Linked DNA regions of Sus scrofa: all the other regions are linked to region 2. A link is a contact called in public Hi-C and HiChIP or PLAC-seq data. All regions are on one chromosome and are shown on one strand. The core of a region is the stretch at or near the end of the contact, and the rest is flanking DNA. Distances in the headings are between cores, read along the strand shown.

Region 1 (3,746 bases), core at 630-3,129, 100 kb after region 2:
ACTTAGGTGAGCAAGGCCAAAGAAATATTCATCCATGTGGACAAAGCTGTGTGTTTACAGAAACATTTACAAAGATGTGCACTTGAGCATGCATGTGGTGTATATGAGAAAAAAAGAGGGGAACCCCCCTGAGCGTTCCCACTGGTGGGCTAGTGCGGTTCTGGCACATGTGGGTGCAGATATGCTGATGTGGAGAGTGGCAAGTGTGACCACACTGCTCTGTCGGTAGACAGATCTGGGCATACACAACACAGGAAGAACATTGGGTGGTAGGCACTAAACTGCCCACGGTTTCCCTGGGCTCTGTGGTGAGCATGCTTAGCCAAGTGGTTCCTGAGCTTGATTTGCTGTTTGGGGGATTTTTTGTTTTCTTTTTAGGGCTGTGCCCACAGCATTTGGAAATTTCCAGGCCAGGGACTGAATCAGAGCTGCAACTGCCAGCCTACATCAAAGACACAGCCATGCCAGATCCAAGCCACATCTGCAGCCTACACCACAGCTTGTGGCAATGCTGGATCTTTAACCTACTGAGTGAGGCCAGGGATCGAACCCACATCTTCATAGATACTAGTTGGGTTCATAACTTGCTGAGCCACAATGGGAACTCCAATTTTTTTTTTCTTGATAAGTAATAGCAGTAGTAAGTTAATACAGTGAGCTCCATGTGAATACCAATAGTTTCTGCTGAGAATTTCAGGTGCAGTCTGCTGGAGCCCTCGCCCTCAGACGTTGTTGGAGGGGTGTCTTAGAGTTGGTGGCCAGTGGTGGGGGCCAAAGCTGAAGTCCTGCCTTCTCCTGTCTATATCCCCTCACTCTCCTCCAGGTAATTCTCCCTCGTCACGACCACAAGTCACCTTCGAAAGAAAGGTGGACGATAAGCTTGGGCTCCTCATGTCTCAAAACTTGGAAGCACTGAGAAGCCAGCTGGGGGTGGGGCCTCGGTCTGCCTGTGACCTGCAGTTCTCCTGCTCGGCCTGGATGCCTGCTCGTGTTTCTCCAATTCTGGAGTCTTACTCACTAGCTATCAGATTTCCTTGAAACGTCAAGGCAGAGGTCAAGGCGCAGCCAAGGGGAGGCATACTTGGTGTCCCGGGAAAATTAGGAAGTTTGACCTTGGCAGCTGGAGAGGGACTGCTCTGCGACTGGATTAATGGTTCATGTTCATAGTTGGACCTGGGGCGGATCTGAGCCTCACCTTCCTGGGGAGGGTCGTGCTGTGCCTGGCAGGTGTCCGTGGGGACCTGCATGTGGGCCATCAAAGGCTCTTCAGGAGGCACAAGATGCTGATAACAGGCCAAGCTTGGCTCTGGGTGGTGGCCTAGCTTAATGCTAAGGCCTTCAGAGTGGTGGGGGACAAACCCACCAGGAGCAGCTGGGAGTGATCTGGGAACTGGCCAGGTGAGAAACAGCTCGATTTCTTCAAGTAGGTGCCAGCTGAGGCAGATGTCAGCCTCCTGGGCCTGTGGTTTGGAGGTCTTCTTTAAGGATTCTGGTCCTTCTGCTAGGGCAGTCATGCTGGATCTTCCAAGGTCTCCACAGACAGACCTCATACTTGACCGTGTTTTCAAGTGGGAGCTATTTCCCCTGAGCCTAGGCTGGTGGCCCAGCACCCAGGATGTATGTTATTGGTTGAATTGCTTCTGAGTAGGTGCCTGGGGGCAGGTGGCACCGGTGCAGGATGGCAGGTATCTGAGGATGCAACTGACTCAGCTCAAAACAGCTTTCTCCTGCCTACAGCAGGCTGCATGCCCGCACTGGTATTTCGGTGGTGTTACAGAGCCACTGAGTTATCTGGCCAGGGCACAAGCCTCTGCCCTTCCCCCGGAGATAGCTCTCTATAAAAGGGCTGAGCCTCTCAGCTTCTCTCACTGGGAGCATGGAGAGCGGGGGGACCATGGACTTGATCAGCATCCAGCAGTTGGTAAGGCCACAGGGCAGTGGTCTGGGTGCCCTGGACTGTCTCAGCAGAATGAGGAGCTCAGGCAGTTTCTTTCTTTAGCCTGTAGAGTGGGTTTTAGGAGTCAAGACCTGGTCTGTCTGCCGAGTCCTCATGTGAGGTGGTGAGGGGCTAGGGAGCAAGAGAGGGAAACAGTGAGAAAGATGCTGCGTCATGGTGGGCAAGGAAATCCTTGAGTTTAGTGGGTTTTGCCCTGGGCTGTGATGGCCAAAGAGGAACACAAAGTGGCAGGTCACCCTAGAAGACACACGTGTGGCTGGGGTGTTTAGCTCAATTGCACTGATGGTCCAGAGGGTCTGGCTGCCTTGGCTGGGGGCAGGGAGAAGGGTGCCCTGGGCAGGGAAACAGGAATAGCAGTGGCACTTTGGGATGTCTGCTGTGGGGAGGTGGGGTGTGGAGGGTGGTGAGGCTGATGGCCACAGCCAGGGCAGCCTCAGCAGCCTCTTGCTGGGAGGTGGGCTGCAGGGCCTGAGTGGTTTCATGTTGCCTGGGTTTGCTTTTCAAAGCCCAAGGCTCTGCCATCCTGTCATTCCAACTTTTTCTCTCCCCTCAACACGCTTATTCCTCAATGCTCCCCAGCTCCTGAGTCCCGGGGCTGGGGGCCGGGAAGGAAAAGACAGGAAGAATGTATAGCAGGTTCTGCCCTAGGCACTAGTCCCTGGACGTCACAGCTCCAAGGGGTAAATGCTGGCTTCACCCCATTTTACTGTGAAGAAACAGAGCTTCATGAGGAGTCAAGATTTGAACCCAGGAATCTTACCCAGAAGGCATCTCCTCTGTCCCTCTGGGCTTGGGGTCAGGTGGCAGTGTGGCGTGATCTGGTAGGAATGTAAGGACAACAACTCAGGAGGGCAGCCATGTCAACCACCCGGGCTCACCTGGACACAGCCCAACAGTATAAATAGATGCAGTGTCAGGCCCCCTGCTGCTAGTTTCTGTGACAGTATAGGGCAGGCCGCAGGCGACACCGCAGGCCATGAGCCAGTGATAGCCATGGGTGTCAGGAGCAGCCCGTGTTTAGACTGCCCATGAGCTTTGACAGGGGTCAGGCCAGCTCTCAAATCACTCCGGGCAGGGACACCCCCCCACCCGCCCCGTACAACACAGCCATGTTTTCTAACGCCTTCTCTTAATTTTTCTGATCCTTTATCCTTGTCCTGTCCTGTAGGTAAGTGGAGAGAGAGGTGAAAGGAAAGAACTGGGACGTGGACATAGAGTTCCTGATCCTGGAGGTGGGCTTGCACCTGGAGGCTGGGGCCCCAGGAGGCTGAGGCCCAGGAGAGGCGGAAACTGGAGGAAGAGAAGAGGAGCAGAGTGAGTGACCGGGTAGCTGGCCATGAGCAGGGCCCCACAGCTTGAGTGCTGCACTTCTTTTGTGGGCAGGGAGGATGGGGTTAGAACAGCTGGAGGCTGCCCCAGGGCTCCCGCGGCCAGCAGCTAATGGCTGGCATGGCCCTGTTTCCACCCCCTTTCTGCTCCAGCTTGAAAGATTTAACAGTTCCAGAATTAACTTGGAGAACCTGGCTGACTTGGAAAAGTTGGTTCAAAGACGGAGAGAAAAGCGACTAAAACGCAGAGTCCCCCCCAGGGCACCTGAGCCTGAGGTCAAGGTGAGAGAGAAGGTGGGGTGAGTGTGGACAGGGGTGGGCCCACACCAGGGCTGGAGCCCGAGAGCAGGAGCCCCCTGCCACTACGGCTGCCCAGCTGGCCCCTGGAGCCCCCCAACCCCTGCTAGTTTGCCTGGGCTGCTGCCAGAACAAAGTGCTGCAAACCAGGGGCTTAAAAAGCA
Region 2 (3,378 bases), core at 233-2,732:
CATGAGTTTGTACGTGCAAATCAAGGTCTGTTTCAGAGTGGTCAGCTTCACAAAGCCAGGAACAAAGCCACTTTCTCCTCTGAACTTAAATGACTTTAAAACAAATATATACAATTTGTGAATTGCCTGGATATACTCAAGGAGACAGCAACTTGGCTCTGAGGAGGATCTTTGTTTTGGAGCATTCTGTTCCTGGCAGATTAAAATATGATGTCCTTTTTTAAAAAGAGAGGAGGAGGTTGGGCTGACCAAGGAAATTTCTATCTAGAGTCGTGACTTTAAATGCTGTCTAAAATGTTCTTTGCCTGAATTTGGCCATTAAAAAGAAGAACAAACATGAAACTACTCTTTCATTTCCTGGAATCCTTATTAATTGCCTTTAGGACATTCACTAGAAAGAGGGAGCAAAGAGGCATTCACCAGCCGTGAACGAAGCAGGAGGCTCCCACCCCAAATACAGCCTCCTCGGCACGCCCAGGAGGGTGACGGTCCAGCTCTCTAAAGCGAAACCTCCTCCACCAGAGGCCCGAAAACCACACGGCATATACCAGCTCCTTGTTTTACAGGGACCTGGGATTCTGTGGGTCCAGCCAACTTACCAGGGCGACAGGGCACATGAAGCTGGGCTCCTCTCCATGCCAACAGCTCCTGGCAGAAAGGGAGGCCCAAGGGCAAGCTCAGGTTATGGCCCCAGGTGCGTGGCGAGTCTGAACACCAGTCTCCTTGACCATGGGATCTTGCTGTTCACGTGGTTTCCGAAGAGTCCTCTGTGGCACCCTGACAACCTTGGCTGTTATTTCCTTCCCCGAACGTCCCCATCAGAGGCCCCTTTCTGTTACTTTCCCATCTTCTCAGGTGTCCCCTTTGTTTCGGAAAAACACAAGACAGGCAGACACGCTCTGTGTAACCAGACTCCGGACGCCAGCCCCATGTGGGCCCCATGGTAATTCTGTCCTCCTGCTGCAGCCTGGAGCCCTTGGCTGAGGTGCGACTCCCAAACGCTGTCCTCACCACAAGCACATCCTTTTCCCAGCCCCGGTAAATGCCTCAGTTTGCCCCTCCATCAAACGGGAAGGACAAACTGTACCACCCAGTTGCGTGTTTAAAACACTGAGATGTGTTCATGGACAGCAGGTGATTCTGTGGTTCCATGGCTTGTTTTTCCTTCCAGCAGCTGCTTGCACCACGGACTCCACGAGCATTTTTGTCCAGAGCAATTACTGGCGCACTTCTAGTGTCCCTGTGAAGCTGAAATCTGAATGTCTTTTCAGTCTTGCTGAGACGGGTGTGTTGAGGAAGGCTGCCAGGCTGCGGGTGGAGGTCTCCCTGATCTCGCCCCCCTGTCCCTCTGTTCCTCTGCCCCCACAGCTCCCCGCCGGCCCAGCAGCTCTCATTCCTGCGCAGCGGCCTCCTGAGTGGCCTCTACCTGCACGTGGGTGATAGACCTGAGGCCCTGCTCCGGTGGCTGTTCCAGGTGAGGACCGTGGCCTGCCACTAGGTGGCAGGAGTGTGCCAGCCAGGCAGCCTGGGCAGGGCTGCAACAGGAGAGGCTGGACACCGACCCTCTCTGCCCTTGGGTGCCATTGGCACTGGATTCATCCCAGCAGAGGCTGGAGGAGGAAGGGAGGCTTGTGATGACCAAGCCTGGGAGGGGTGGTGACCAGCCTGTAGTCTCACTCTGCTCCCCCCAGAGCATGTGGCCTGTATTGACTGTGCCACTGGAGGCCCTCTGTGTGATGGAGGCCTGACCACTCAACAGGTATTCCATCATGTCCAGCTCAGCTCTACTCCAAGTCACAGGTCCTGGCCCTTGTCCCTAAGCAGCGGGAGCACAGCCCTGCCTCGGCCTTGCTGGGTGCTGGGTGTTTGCCTCCCACTGTGAAGTTGTAGGTGGTTCGGCTGGGAAAGCCTAGAACAGCTGTTCTGTCTTCCCTTCTGGTTGCTGCCAGGACAGTTTGCCTTGGGGGTACATGCATTCTGCCCCAGGCCGGAACCCTCGTACTGAGAATGACAGGGAGAAGCCAGTGAGGAAAGCCTGGCACCAGCTGCTGAGATCTGAATGCGAGGCATGGGGATGTGGCCCTGGCCCTCGACCAGGACCAGCCCTGCCTGGGGACAGGCAGGTCACAAGTTCCAGCTGGTCTCATTTCTGCCAGTTGGAGCCCAGACCCCAGCTGTAAATTAGGGCCACCATGCGGGGTGGATTGTTGTGGGAACTCCTCAGCCCTGGCAGACTGGCTGGCTTCCAGAAAGAGCCCCCCAGCTCTCTCTTCTTCTCTCTGGGGTCCCTCTGTCACCCCTCCCCACCCCAGAGGAGAAAGGCACCCCCTTCCCCCTCCCCAGGCCGGGCAGGAAAGGCTGGCGGGCAACACAGGGAACAGAGCGGCCATTATGTTCTGTCCCCAGTCAGTGCAGCTTCTCTCTGTTCCTTGCGCATATGACAGACGCACAGTTGGGCGTCCGAGGCACAAAGAGCTGGCCTGAGATGTCGCTCAGAGGGTCCTTCTGTGACCTAAACACGGCTGTGGAGGCATGAGTGAGCGCTACTGTTTCTTCTGCCACCTCTGTCACCTGGGTGGGGGAGGGGCTAGAGCAGAGGACCCAGACCTGCTCTGCCACTTAACTGCCTTGTAACCTAAGGGGGTTATTTAACATCAGCTCAGTGCCTCAGTTTCTTCCTCTGTAAACTGGGGCCAGTAGTGCCATGTGAAGGTTGAACAAGAAAATGCCAGGACCTGCTTTGTCCTTATGGTCCCCAGGGCCTAGGCATCATTGGAAGGAATGATGTTTGCACAGAGCTTCTGGTTGTCCATCCCCAGGGAGGAGAAACAAAAGCTTCTCCTGCCCGCAACTGAAGTCAGATCAGTGAAAGGATGCATTTGGCCTTAGGGGCTTCTGGTGATTCTCTGCCCAACATCTTTGTCTCGGGAGGGGAAGGAAGAGCAGGACAGCTGATGTCTCACGTGGTCATACCTCAGGCCTCAGCAGAATGGGCTCTGATGTTTCACTTCTGAGATTTGGGTTTTCTTGCCAGGGGAGCTTGTTCTCTCATAGCAGCAGTAGCATCATTCATTCACAGGCATTGGTTGAGGACCCGCTATGTGCCGAGCTCTAGGGATAGAAAGATTTTGGAAGCAAGGTCCCAGGTAAATGTGCAGAACATGGCCATGGGGCTCTGTGCTGAGCACTCTGGTTTTGAGAGGCAGAAATCCATGGGGGCTTCCTGAACTGCTGGGGAAACTCTTATGAAGGAGCAGGGGTCATTCCTGGGATCCAAGGGCAGGGGTACAGCTGGGCCTTAAAAGAGTGGAACTAGAATGGGGAAGGGTCAGGATCCTAGGACAGGCTTCAGCTTTTCTTTGTACTCCAGGCTCCATG
Region 3 (3,811 bases), core at 1,142-3,641, 74 kb after region 2:
CACCTCAGTCCCCAGATCATCAGAAAGATCCCTGAAGGGTAGCTGACCCAGGCTTTCTCATTTCCTCCTCCGTATGTTAACTGCAGGTCCTGGCTCCCTTGGAAGTTGGCCAGGAGGTGTTGACTGGAGAAGTCTGCTGTGAACCCTGGGCCCAGCTTCTGTCAGGAAGCAGCCTCGGGAGAGCTGGAGTGGAAGGAGCTCCAGGGAGGGGCCCCTTGACCAAGTGTGGGGGTGACGGGTAGCCTTGCTTTCCAGATAAGACTCTTGGGTCCATCTCTAGGGCCCTGGCCTGAGTTGCCAGTGGATCCTTAGAAAAACTCAGATGTAGCACATCTGCCTTTTCTTGACTTGCCCACCAAGGGTTGAATAAATGGAGAAAGTCTGACAGTCTCTCAAGGCCTAAGGCCTGAAATGTAGGTACCTTCCATAGAACATGCCGACAGACTCTGAGAGACTTGATAGTTACCTGAGACTTTTTTTTTCGGTATTAGTAAATTTTTTTTTTTTTTTGGTCCTTTCAGGGCTGAACCCACGGCATATGGAGGTTCCCAGGCTAGGGGTCTAATTGGAGCTGTAGCCACTGGCCCACGCCACAGCACATCCGAGCTGTGTCTGTGACCTACACCACAGCTCACAGCAATGCCAGATCCCTTAACCCACTGAGCAGGCTAGGATCGAACCCACAACCTCATGGTTCCTAGTCAGATTTGTTTCTGGTGCGCCATGATGGGAACTCCAGTAATTTTTTTTTCCCCTTAATTTAAGGCCCATAAGTCCTCATTTTTGACAGTTGTGCTTTTATATAAAAGTATGAATCACGGAGTTCCCTTCGTGGCTCAGTGGTTAATGAATCCGACTAGGAACCATGAGGTTGCAGGTTCCATCCCTGCCCTTGCTCAGTGGGTTAAGGATCCAGCATTGCTGTGAGCTGTGGTGTAGGTTGCAGACGCGGCTCAGATCCTGCGTTGCTGTGGCTCTGGCATAGGCCAGTGGCTACATCTCCGATTTGACCTCTAGCCTGGGAATCTCCATATGCCACGGGAGCAGCCCTAGAAAAGGCAAAAAGACAAAAAAAAAAAAAAAAAAAGTATGAATAATGAGCAAGTAGACATGCAGGAAACTATATACCCTGCTCACCCACCCATGGAAAAGGCCTGTGCTGGAAAGGAACAGAATACAGCAGGAAATGAGCGAAGGTAGAGAAGGAGAGCTCAGGAACTGCAGCCTCATTTTTGAGGAGCGTTTGGGAGGGAAGGGCTCTGGAGTCTGTTAGCAGGAAGGGAGAAGTCTGCCTTGAGGTATAAGAGATGGTCCCTGCCAGTGAAACCAAACCACCTCCTGAGACTTTCCACTGGGGCCGTCTTGCAAGTGGGGCCAGGAGCTCAGGTCTCAGCCTGGTAACCCTCATCCCTAGGGGTGGGTGGGGGTGAAACTGAGGCAAAATAGCAGGGAGAGGAGGGTTTGGTGCCTAAAAGTTGTCAGAATGACTGATCAATTTATCAGAAAGACAGAATCAGGAATCCCAAGGCCTGATTTAATATTCCGACCTTGGTAATTATCTGTGTGACTTTGGACAGGTTGCTTAACCTTTCTGAGACTCATTTTATCTATAAAATGAGAGAAACAATACCTACTTTATAAAGGGTGTTGATGAGGGTAAAATGTTGCTGACTCTAAAGCACAGAACAAATGTGCTTTACTGCCGCTTAGATAGACAGGGTCTAACTTGGACCACAAGTGGAGTATGTGTGTGTTTGTGTCACCCATCTTCTCCCTCCCTGCCACCCACCCCATGCTAATTAACTGGCTTGTCCCCTATCTCCAGCATCTCCAAGGCCACCAGCTGTTTTTCTGGTGGAGAGGAACTGGGAAATGTGGCTTTGGCCAGCACGGGAGAAGGGATCTTTATGTATACTAGCAAAGACCCAATTGTTACTGAATCCAAACTGGGCTGCTTTCCCCAATTATCTCCACTGGTCTTCTGGCCTCCACTTTTCAGATGCCAAGTTTTAACCCAGAACAAAAGCCCCTGTCCAGGACTGATTTATAATCCAAATCTGCTGACGGGGCCCTAAAGTGTCCCTCCCCTACAGGACTGCACAGGGCTTAATGTTACCAGGAAGCTTTTCTGCCTCCAGTCTCTTCACTTCTGCCCTTTGGCCCTAGACAGGAGGTGGCATCTGTCTTTGGGTCCCCATGAGGTGGCCTCCCTGGGGTTCCTCTGTCCACTTGTCCAGCTTGGAGGACCAGCTGGCAAAGACACCCTAGCACCACCCAGGAGACCAGAGCTACAAGTTACTTCTAGGAGCGGCTGTGGGCGGAGGCTGGCGGTTCTGAGAGTGGTAGTTCTCCAGCTGGCTCCCCTCAACCCCTTTCATCTGAACATCAGGGTTCATGTCACTTGTTATTCAGCCTTCCAGTGGCACCAGAGGAGTCATTTCCTGAGGGTAGGCTCTGTGCAACAGGAGCCGGGGTTTATCCTTGCCGGAGTCAGGCAAGGGGCGCTGAGTGGGACCCTTTGCCTGGAGCGTGAGAAACAACAGGCAGAAGCTCGAGGGAGGCTCGGGGGTCTTCCTGGCTGGTGAGGCCCGATCCAGTCTGATCCCAGGGGTCAGGCGTCAAGCCAAGAAACGATGCAGAATTGGGGGTCCAAATAAGACCACTCTGGGCCGCCCCGAAGAGAAGCCTCGGATACACGCCTCGAGGTGGCTCGCCTGCCTTCGTTCCTGTAACCATAGCGTAGGGAGCGCCTTAGCCCCATTCCCGATCCAGGTCGCCCAGCCCGAGCGGTTGGCCTTAGGGGACACTTCGGAAAGACCGGGTAAGTCCGATTCCCCTTGCCAGGGCCCGGAGTCCCTCCTCTGTCCCACCTCCCCGCGCGGTGGCGCAGATCATGACTACAAGGCGCTGGGCCGCAGGGCACCGGGAGGGGCGGGGGTCCGAGCCACCGGACGGGGAGCGGCGAGGCGTGCGGGTCGCGGCGGGTCACAGCCCCCCTCGGGGCGGGCCTTCGCGTCCCGCCCCCGGCCTCCGCCGACCCCCCCCACCCTGTTTGACGTCAGGGGGAGGGGACGGAGAGCGGCGGCAGCCGGGGAGAAAGAGCCGGCGCCCGCCGCGGTGGCGCGGGGAGCCCGAGCCCAGGGGCGCCGAGCCGAGCCGGGCCGAGGGGCGGTGGCAGCCGGGCAGCGGAGCAGGGCGGGCGGGCGCGCGCGGGCGGGCGGCGGCGCGCGGGCAGGGGCGGACCGTGGTCGGAGCCGAACGCGAGGGCGGCGCCCAGGGATTCCAGCCGCGAAGAAGAGGTGAGTGAGGCCGGGGTTGCCCGGGGCCGGGGCTAAGGGGCTCCGGCCCGCTGCTTTGTCCGCCGACTCGGGAGGGGGCGGCCTGCACGCGCGAGGGACAGGGTCTGGGGGCGCAGGGAGGGGCGGCGGCAGGGACAACTGTCCGCCCGAGTGCCTTCTTACGCCCCCCGCGGGCTGCCTCGCGGGGGCTCGTAAGCGGGGCAAGCTATTCCCTTCGCTACAGGGTCCGGAAGCGCGGACTGGTCATGGGGAGCGGGGGTCCCCCGTGCTGTCCGGTCCGAGGCCGGGATCTTCTCCAGGTCCCCGAACTGCCCCCGGCTTTGCCACCTCCGACGGAAAGTTTGGGGCGGGCTTGGACGGAGGCCGATGTTGTGGGATCGGATTTCCCTGCCGCGGCCCCCCAGCCTCCCGCCCGCTCCGCTCCGCTGGGGAGGCGGGCTGTCCTGGAAAGGCTGGAGCGCTCGCCTTGCAGCCGCGGGGGTGCCATCCACGGCCCGCCGCTCGGGGTGGGC

What was found. A called contact is a pair of places that touch in the nucleus more often than the background predicts. HiChIP or PLAC-seq counts read pairs in DNA pulled down with a chosen protein or histone mark.
Region 1: a contact with region 2 is called in an H3K27ac HiChIP or PLAC-seq map of skeletal muscle. The contact joins the promoter of ANKRD23 here to the enhancer-like site in region 2. A contact is called at or near these places in 1 of 5 promoter capture datasets (fetal liver), 21 of 47 Hi-C or Micro-C datasets (adipose tissue, blood, brain and 10 more) and 2 of 2 datasets of contacts at active chromatin or transcription factors (alveolar macrophages and skeletal muscle).
Region 3: a contact with region 2 is called in a Hi-C map of skeletal muscle, with 8 times the contacts expected there. The contact joins the promoter of SEMA4C here to the enhancer-like site in region 2. A contact is called at or near these places in 4 of 5 promoter capture datasets (fetal liver, fetal skeletal muscle and liver), 30 of 47 Hi-C or Micro-C datasets (adipose tissue, alveolar macrophages, blood and 16 more) and 2 of 2 datasets of contacts at active chromatin or transcription factors (alveolar macrophages and skeletal muscle).

What each region holds. Positions count from the first base shown.
Region 1 is chr3:56,774,945-56,778,690 of Sscrofa11.1, forward strand. It overlaps ANKRD23 (ankyrin repeat domain 23), which reads left to right and starts at 1,880. Exons shown (of 10, transcript NM_001315720.1): 1 at 1,880-1,921; 2 at 3,126-3,194; 3 at 3,197-3,271; 4 at 3,439-3,567. The coding sequence starts at 1,895.
Region 2 is chr3:56,675,554-56,678,931 of Sscrofa11.1, forward strand. It overlaps FAM178B. Among named protein-coding and RNA genes, the nearest start is that of COX5B, 45 kb to the left of the region's middle. Within about 2 kb of position 1,483, at least 37 of the 83 cell types and tissues checked have an H3K27ac peak or open chromatin away from gene starts, as enhancers often do. A contact at or near this core is called in adipose tissue, brain, fetal liver and 6 more, where this site is marked.
Region 3 is chr3:56,748,354-56,752,164 of Sscrofa11.1, forward strand. SEMA4C (semaphorin-4C) reads left to right here and starts at 2,392. Exons shown (of 15, transcript XM_021087262.1): 1 at 2,392-2,821.